Regions from separate parts of the Ovis aries genome. Here region 2 is linked to region 1. Evidence: chromatin contacts called from public Hi-C data. All regions are on one chromosome and are shown on one strand. Each heading gives the region's core, a stretch centred on a gene start, on an enhancer-like site or on the middle of the called end of the contact. The rest is flanking DNA. Distances are from core to core; before and after follow the strand shown.

Region 1 (3,739 bases), core at 342-2,841:
GAATTGATGCTTTTGAACTGTGGTGTTGGAGAAGACTCTTGAGAGTCCCTTGGACTGCAAGGAGATCCAACCAGTCCATTCTAAAGGAGATCAGCCCTGGGATTTCTTTGGAAGGAATGATGCTAAAGCTGAAACTCCAGTACTTTGGCCACCTCATGTGAAGAGTTGACTCACTGGAAAAGACTCTGATGCTGGGAGGGATTGGGGGCAGGAGGAGAAGGGGACTATAGAGTGAGATGGCTGGATGGCATCACTGACTTGATGGACGTGAGTCTGAGTGAACTCCGGGCGTTGGTGATGGACAGGGAGGCCTGGCATGCTGCAATTCATGGGGTCATAAAGAGTCGGACACGACTGAGTTACTGAACTGAACTGAACTGAACTGAAGGTTGTTGTGAGGATTTAATGATTATAAAGGCCTTAGCTGTGGGCCTACCAGATAGTGAACACTCAGAAAAAGTCACAGCATTTTTTATAATAGAGTTGCCAAATTTAGCAAATGAAGATACAGGAGTCCCAGTTAATTTGGAATTTCAGATAGGCAGTGAATATTCTTGTAGCATAAGTATGTCCCATGCAATATTTGGGATATACTTATACTAAAAAAGTGTTCACATGTGATGTGCTGTGCGTTAGTCTTTCAGCCGTGTCTGACTCTTTGCCACCTGATGGACTGTAGCCCACCAGGCCCCTCTGTCCATGGGGCTTCTCCAGGCAAGAATACTAGAGTGGGTTGCCATGCCCTCCTCCTGGGGATCTTTCCAACCCAGTAATCAAACCAGGGTCTGCTGCATTGCAGGTGGATTCTTTACCAGTTGAGCTAACAGGGAAGCCCCATTCATGACATAATTATACTAAAAAAAAGTTTGTATCATTTATGTGAAATTCAAATTTAACTGGGTACTCCATACTTGGGAAGGCAGATTTGGAATGTGAGAATGGAACTAAGCCTGAAAGTGAGTAGAGTGGTGAATGATCTGCTTTAAAAAAAAAAATCTCCCTGCAGTCCAAGTCATTCATCTGGTTTATCTATGATCTCCCCTCAGGAAGCTCCCCAGGTTGAACCCACACAGCCCATTCATTCCTTGGTCCTGCTTTGGTTTTGGCCCCAGGGTGTCCGCCTGTATCCTTCGAACTCACCCCTGGACTGAGGCTGCCCTGTGGATGCCCTGTGGTCCTGCGTCCGAGCGGTGTGCCCCTGGCCTTCCTGTGGGCCCAGCTGGCCGTGGCTGCCGCCTGCACGGTCGGCTCTGCGTGCCTGTGGCCGGGGGCTGAGTGGCAGCACCACGCTTACATAATCGGTTTCTCTCCTCCTTTCTCTTTCCAGAGCCAGGTTTCACACTGAGCAGCTGCAGACGGAGAAATCAGAGAAAGCACAAGCCAGCCGCAGATTCCGAGGCCTGCGGGGGACTCTGTCCTGCTCCGAAGAAAGACCCCGAGGCAGCCGTCTCAGGCCAGGTCTTGCTGCCATGGGGCCCACGGCCGCCGCCCGCTGGCTGCCGCCCGCACTGTCAGGCAGATAAGGGGGAGCTCTGCCCGGGGCACCTGCCGCCCTGCCCGGCCACTCCCCCGAGGCCAGCCCTTCCTCACTCCCGGCTCCCTCTGCTGACCGGGGCCATGCAGGCCCTCCTCGGGCCTCTGTGAGCAGACACACCTCTGGGGACGCGCGTCTGTGCTCTGCAAGACCCGTGCACCACCATGCCCCAGGGACTGGCCTGGCTGCGCTGTGAGTACCCAGCGGGGCTGGGGGTCCGTGGGGGCTGCCCGGGGAGGGCCCCGCAGCCGGGCTCTGCTGTAACCGCGGCAACCAGGGCATTCTTCCTGGGGAGAAGTCGAGATGCTTCCCAGCTTAATGGCAAGCGCCCTCAGGGACTCCCACGCTGTCTGCCCTGTCTCCAGCTCAGACAGGCATGATGGCTGTGAGCCTTGGAGTGGGTGGGCACAGTCAGTGGGTCACGGGGACAGGGCAGGCCCTGGGGCTGGGAGGCAGGACCTCACCTGCCCAGGCTCACTGGTGCTGGGGAGCACAGTAGAGAGACTTCTGGCTTCCCTCGGGGTGGCCAGTCTGGGGTGGGGGCTTATGAAATTGTCTGGGCCCTGAGACATATGAGAGAAGCGCAGGCTGTTCCCTCTGCCTCTCCCTCCGTGAAGAGCTAAATCAAAAGGCAGGAAGAGAACGGTGGTGTTGGGAAAAAGAAAAATAGTTGAAATGAGGACAGAAAAGAAAAAGAATCTAGAAGCCTCTCGAGTCTGCTGGTGGGAAGCCAGACCAAGCTCCCTTCAGACTCCAGGACTCAATTTAGTCGACTCAAATTCAACATATTTTTTCTGGTGCCACCCACGTGCCCACTGGAGAGGCACTGCCATGGTGACAAGGACCTGGGCTATCTTGTGCGTCTCTAATACCCGGCGTGGAGTTAGGTGCTGGGAACCGTGTGCTGTTTACATGAGATCTGGGGTCTGATCCTCCGAGGGATGCGCTGAGGAGCTGGGTCCTCCCCGGCCCTTGCGGAGGGCACTGCAAAGGGTCAGGATGTTCAGAACGGGTGGGAGGGCCCAGACTTGGTGTTCTGGAATTTTCCAAGTCGTGAGGGGCAGGGGGAGCAGGAGAAACAGCAGAGTGAGGTGCCACTTGAAATGGTCTCAGAGGTGGGTGGGTCTGCATGCATAGATCTGGGGAGGTGAGGACGGCACTCCTTCCAGGGAGGGGGAACAGCGTGAGCAAACCTCAGCAGGCGGAGTGCGAGGCCAGGCTGGACGTCGGTCTGGGCTCGGGTGGCTGAGGCTGTGGAAGCCAGGGTTAGGGGCGGCTGACTGATGAGACGGCAGGAGCCCTGGAAGATGCGTGGTCTGGGGTGGGGGCTGGGATCGGGAGTCCCTCTGCTCTGGGGAGAGTCTCTATTCCAGCCTTCCGGCAGGAGGTGATGAAGGTCCCTTCTGAAGAGGGAGGTGAAAATGGAGAGTCCTGGCGGAGGGGCATGGTGCATGGGGCGGCGTGCAGCGGCCCGGCTGTGGCGGGGGCTGCGGATCAGGAGCTCGGGAGGGGCTGGGTGCTGGACAAGGAGCAGCTGCCCCAGTGAATTGCCACTGCTGCTGCTGCTGCTGCTGCTGCTAAGTCGCTTCAGTCGGGTCCGACTCTGTGTGACCCCATAGACGGCAGCCCATCAGGCTCCCCATCCCTGGGATTCTCCAGGCCAAGAACACTGGAGTGCGTTGCCATTTCCTTCTCCAATGTATGAAAATGAAAAGTGAAAGTGAAGTCGCTCAGTCGTGCCCGACTCTTAGCGACCCCTTGTACTGCAGCCCACCAGGCTCCTCTGTCCATGGGATTTTCCAGGCAAGAGCACTGGATTGGGGTGCCATTGCCTTCTCTGATGAATTGCCACAGACTTGGCGAAACAGCAGAAATGCACTCTGTCACAGCTGGGGAGGTCAGCGGTCTGAAATCAAGCTGTCAGAGCTCTGCTCCCTGCGAAGGCTCTGGTGGAGGGTCCTTGCTGCCTCTTCCAGCCTTTGGTGGCTCCTGGTGTTCCTTGGCTTGTGGCCGCATTGCCCCAGGCTACCCTGCTCTGTGAGGCCACGCGAAGGGTCTTGCCCTACGCGTCTCTGTGTCCTTTCCTCGTCCTGAAAGGACACAGTCATTGGAGTTAGGGCCTACCCTAAATTCAAGATGAGTTCACCTGGAGATTCTTAACAACAGTTGGAGAGACCCTGCTCTTGGAAGGCAGATAGGCAGTGA
Region 2 (3,739 bases), core at 747-3,246, 190 kb before region 1:
CCTGGCATGCTGCAGTCCATGGGGTCACAAGGAATCGAACATGACTGAGAGACTGAACAACAATTAATTCACCTCAGAAACAAAAGCAAGACACGTGAGCTTGTCATGGAAGATTCTGGGAATCAGGGTCCTCCAGGACCCCCAGCAGCTGGCAATTCCTCCCACAGCTGGGCAAGGCCAAGGAGGCCAGCGCCCCTCCTGGAGGCTTGTCCCGTATCCAGCTGTGGGGTCCCTGGGACTCACCTCATGATGAAGTTGTGCCCGTCCACGTCAGGCCCATAGCCAGAGCCCCGCAGGTTGCCCGAGTTGCCCACCACGGCGCAGCGCCGGCACTGGCGGGGGTCCCGGAACCGGTAGGGATTCTCGCCTGGCACTATCTGGAACAGCTTCTCCAGCACCTCGTTGGTGTTGTGTGACTTGAACTGCGGCTGCAGCATCTGTGGAGGAGAGGGAGAAAACAGAAAGAGGGGTGCAGGGAGGGTGGAGTGAGCAGGAGGCAACTCCTGCTTGCTCCCCTCAGCCTCCAGGGTCCAAGCTGCGCAGGTCTCCTACTATCGTGGGGCGGGAATCCTCCCTGAGCAGTGAGGATCCTCCTGTCATTCAACAACACAGCGGTGTCCAGACTCTCAGGAGCAGCTCTGCAATATTGGCCGGACTCAGGGGTCAACGCGCTATTCAGCCTGTTCTTCAGCGGTCTGCAGGCCTGTGCCACAAAGTAGAGAGGCCCCTGCTCTGCGGTCCTCTCCAGGCAGCTGCTCTAGAGTCGTTCTGAATGCAGTTAATGAGGAAAGTCTCAGGGGAGCTTCAGGGACTCATTCACAGTCAGCCTGCAGGGGGCGCCCCTGGGACTCAGCCCGAAGCTCCAGGCGAGATCCAGGAGAGACCTGGAGTCCTCAGCCCTGGGGAAAAGGCTCTTAAGAGAGCATAGATATTCCTCAGAGTCAAGAGCTGGAAAGAAACTGGTCCCTCGCCCCTCTCGCCACCAGTGATTTTGAAGATTGTAAAATGAGGCCAGGGCAGCGCTTAAACGCCACGGTGCCAGACAGGTAACACACAGCAGTGAAGAGGCAGGTGGGGCCTATAGCAAACAGGAACCGCCATCAAAAAGGGGTGACTTCAGCCAATTGTTGCCTTGTGGGACTGTGAGAGGGACCAGATTTTCTAGTTTTTCAAGAAAAGCTGAAAATACAGATCTCATGTGAAATAATCTGATTTCTAAACGATGGCAATTAAGGCAAACAGTTTTAGAACACTGAGCTGGACTCAGCCCCCCGGCCACCGCCTCTAAGGGCTGTAACATGCCGTGGTCTGAGCCATAACGCTGCAGGTTTGCGGCTGTGTAGGAGCTGGTCGGGGGAAGGGAAAGCAGGAAGGGGATGGCGGGCCTGCTTCCCTGAGCACAGCAAGGGCCCCCAAGCACAAGAACAGGGACTCAGTGTGGAGAGGAAGCTTAGCTCTGAAACACGAGTTTCTAAGTTCACAGCAGAAGGGGGGTGACTGTGGGGAGCAGCAGGGAAGGGGCTTCTAGGGCTTGGACAGCTCTGAGTTTCATCCCTGTGGGCAGGGGGACCTGGTCAGCCTCTCCGTCACTGCCCAAGGACGGCTACGGTCCATCATGGCCACCTCTGAGACCAATGCCCTTGGGCAAGCCCTGCGCACTCTCTGAACCTGGATTTCCCCATAAAATGAAGGATGTGACTATGAGGAACAGGCAGGACCCTTCGAGGGCTCCATGTTGCCACGGGAAGGGCCGGTGTGGCTCTTGGTAGGTCCTGTCCTGTAGACTCCCCCTCCTCGGGGGCTCTGACAGGCTGGGCCAGGGGCAGGATCTGTGAGTGGCTCTGATAGGCCTGATTGCACGAGCTCATTCTCACAGTTGCCCTGAATGTGAGAAAGAGGGAGAGTTATCACCCTCCCCATTTGCCAGCTGGGGAGACCAGGGAGCATGCAGTGGCTCCCCAGTCCCTCAGCAGGGAGCGCTGGCAGCCTGCGGGGCCCTGGGTAAGGACTGACACGGAGCCACTGCTGACATGTGTGGCGACCAGATGGCCCTGGTGGAGCCTGTGGAGCAATGTGCCAGAGACGACGGGAGGAGGGGAGGGAGCCGAAGCAGCAAAGAGGTGACAGGGTCCAGAAGAGTGCCTTCCTCTCCTCCCTTACCTCAGCCCCCAAAGGACCCGACGCCACTTTCTTATCCTAACCCTGAAGAAAGCCTTTTCTAGCAAGCGGAGAGAACCGACTGAATGGAACAGTGTTTCTAATTATCTGGGGCAAACATTTCCAAACAAGGAAGCGGCCAGCGCGGCAACAAGCACTGGAGCTGAGCTGCCACCTGCTTTCTGAAGGGCAGGCCTTGCTGCTGCCACGGGCCTCAGGTCTCAGCATCTTCTCCCCGGGGACCTGCCTCCTGTTTATTTCACCTCCTTGACCCGGCAGGCATTTCTGGTCTCTGTCTGGCCTCTACAGGCGCGAGGAAATGTGAGTTCTCTCCCCTTGCCAGCCAAAGCTTGCTCTACCCTTTACACTCTGTGCTGGTCCAGTGAAGGGTACAAAGGGTGCCGGGAGACAGACGGCCCAAATCCCAGAGGGGGCTCTCAGGGGGTCTCCTAAACAGAGGGGACAGACCCCAGAGAGGGGCAGCAAAGGCCAGGGCTTTCTCACCATCCACCACCTCTGGACGTCGGGGGGCAGGTCCATGTTCTCCCGAGTCCAGACGGGGGAGATGTTGCTGTTGAAGTGGCTGTCGAACCACTCGGAGGCACCGGTGTCGCCCATGCAGCGGCGACAGGCGCAGGTCTTGCCGGCCGGCCCCTCCTTGCTGAGGCGCTGCAGGCCGGCGTAGCCCGGCACCAGCTTCACCCGGGGAGCCCCGTCCAGGGCGCCCGAGTCCAGGTAGGGCAGGGTGGCCGTGCTGTGGTGGGAGCAGGTGAAGAGCAGCGACATGACGAACGCCAGCAGGAAGGCCATGGAGAGGAACCACACCCGCAGCGAGCACTTCATGGTGTGCGCCCCGGGAGCTGGGCTCTCAGGCCGGCGGCAGGCGGGCCTCACCACGGCCACTGCTTCCCCAGCCCGCCAGCAGGCCAGCTACAGCGCAGCCCGCGTGCTCTGGCACCACGTGCAAAGGACATGCGGGCGGGCGCCGAGCAGGGACCGCGGCAGGGGCCCGCACATGCGCCCTCGGTGCCAGAAACGTCTGGCGGCGGCAGTGGCTCCTGTCCCGGCCGCCGGCCCCACTCACGGCTTCATCAGCTCCGTCTGCCACTAGCTGGGCCACAGAGGCTCTGCTGCTTCCGGAGCCCCGGCAAAGAGGTCAGTCCATCCCAGCCCTCTAGTCCCTTGGGGTTGCTGGCTGCCAGCTCTGGGGGTCCCCCTCTTTGGCGGCTTGAAACGATCCAGTCTGCAGCATTCGGGGTCCTTGTGGTTCATGAGCAGATGCTGAGGCGGCCCCTCGTCCCCCGCAGCAGGGAAGCCCTTGAACCCCAGTCACAGCAGAGAGCACGTGGGCTTCCAGCAGCCGGAACGTCATGAAGTCTTCCCCTCTCTGGGCCCAATGCCTCTGCCGGGGGAGAGAAAGGAACTGAGCCCAATCTGGAGAGAAGAGGCTCAGGAATCTCTGCGGGCGCCGGTAAACTCTTCAGGGACAAGGTCCTCCTGCCGTTCGGTTCTGCCTTCCTGCGTCCCCCGAGGCGCCAGTCCCTTCTCCTGATAGTCCTAGTTGTGTAGGGGTGGCTGAGCT

Evidence for each region. A called contact is a pair of places that touch in the nucleus more often than the background predicts.
Region 2: a contact with region 1 is called in a Hi-C map of hypothalamus, with 2.9 times the contacts expected there. The contact joins two enhancer-like sites. A contact is called at or near these places in 2 of 16 Hi-C or Micro-C datasets (hypothalamus and liver).

The regions. Positions count from the first base shown.
Region 1 is chr14:1,018,308-1,022,046 of ARS-UI_Ramb_v3.0, reverse strand. IL34 (interleukin 34) reads left to right here. Exons shown (of 8, transcript XM_042231453.1): 3 at 1,328-1,726. The coding sequence starts at 1,699. Among named protein-coding and RNA genes, the nearest start is that of MTSS2, 32 kb to the right of the region's middle. Within about 2 kb of position 1,591, at least 12 of the 54 cell types and tissues checked have an H3K27ac peak or open chromatin away from gene starts, as enhancers often do. A contact at or near this core is called in hypothalamus, where this site is marked.
Region 2 is chr14:1,205,533-1,209,271 of ARS-UI_Ramb_v3.0, reverse strand. It overlaps ST3GAL2 (ST3 beta-galactoside alpha-2,3-sialyltransferase 2), which reads right to left. Exons shown (of 7, transcript XM_060398225.1): 2 at 2,662-3,739; 3 at 244-437. The coding sequence starts at 3,000. Among named protein-coding and RNA genes, the nearest start is that of ST3GAL2, 36 kb to the right of the region's middle. Within about 2 kb of position 1,996, at least 5 of the 54 cell types and tissues checked have an H3K27ac peak or open chromatin away from gene starts, as enhancers often do. A contact at or near this core is called in hypothalamus, where this site is marked.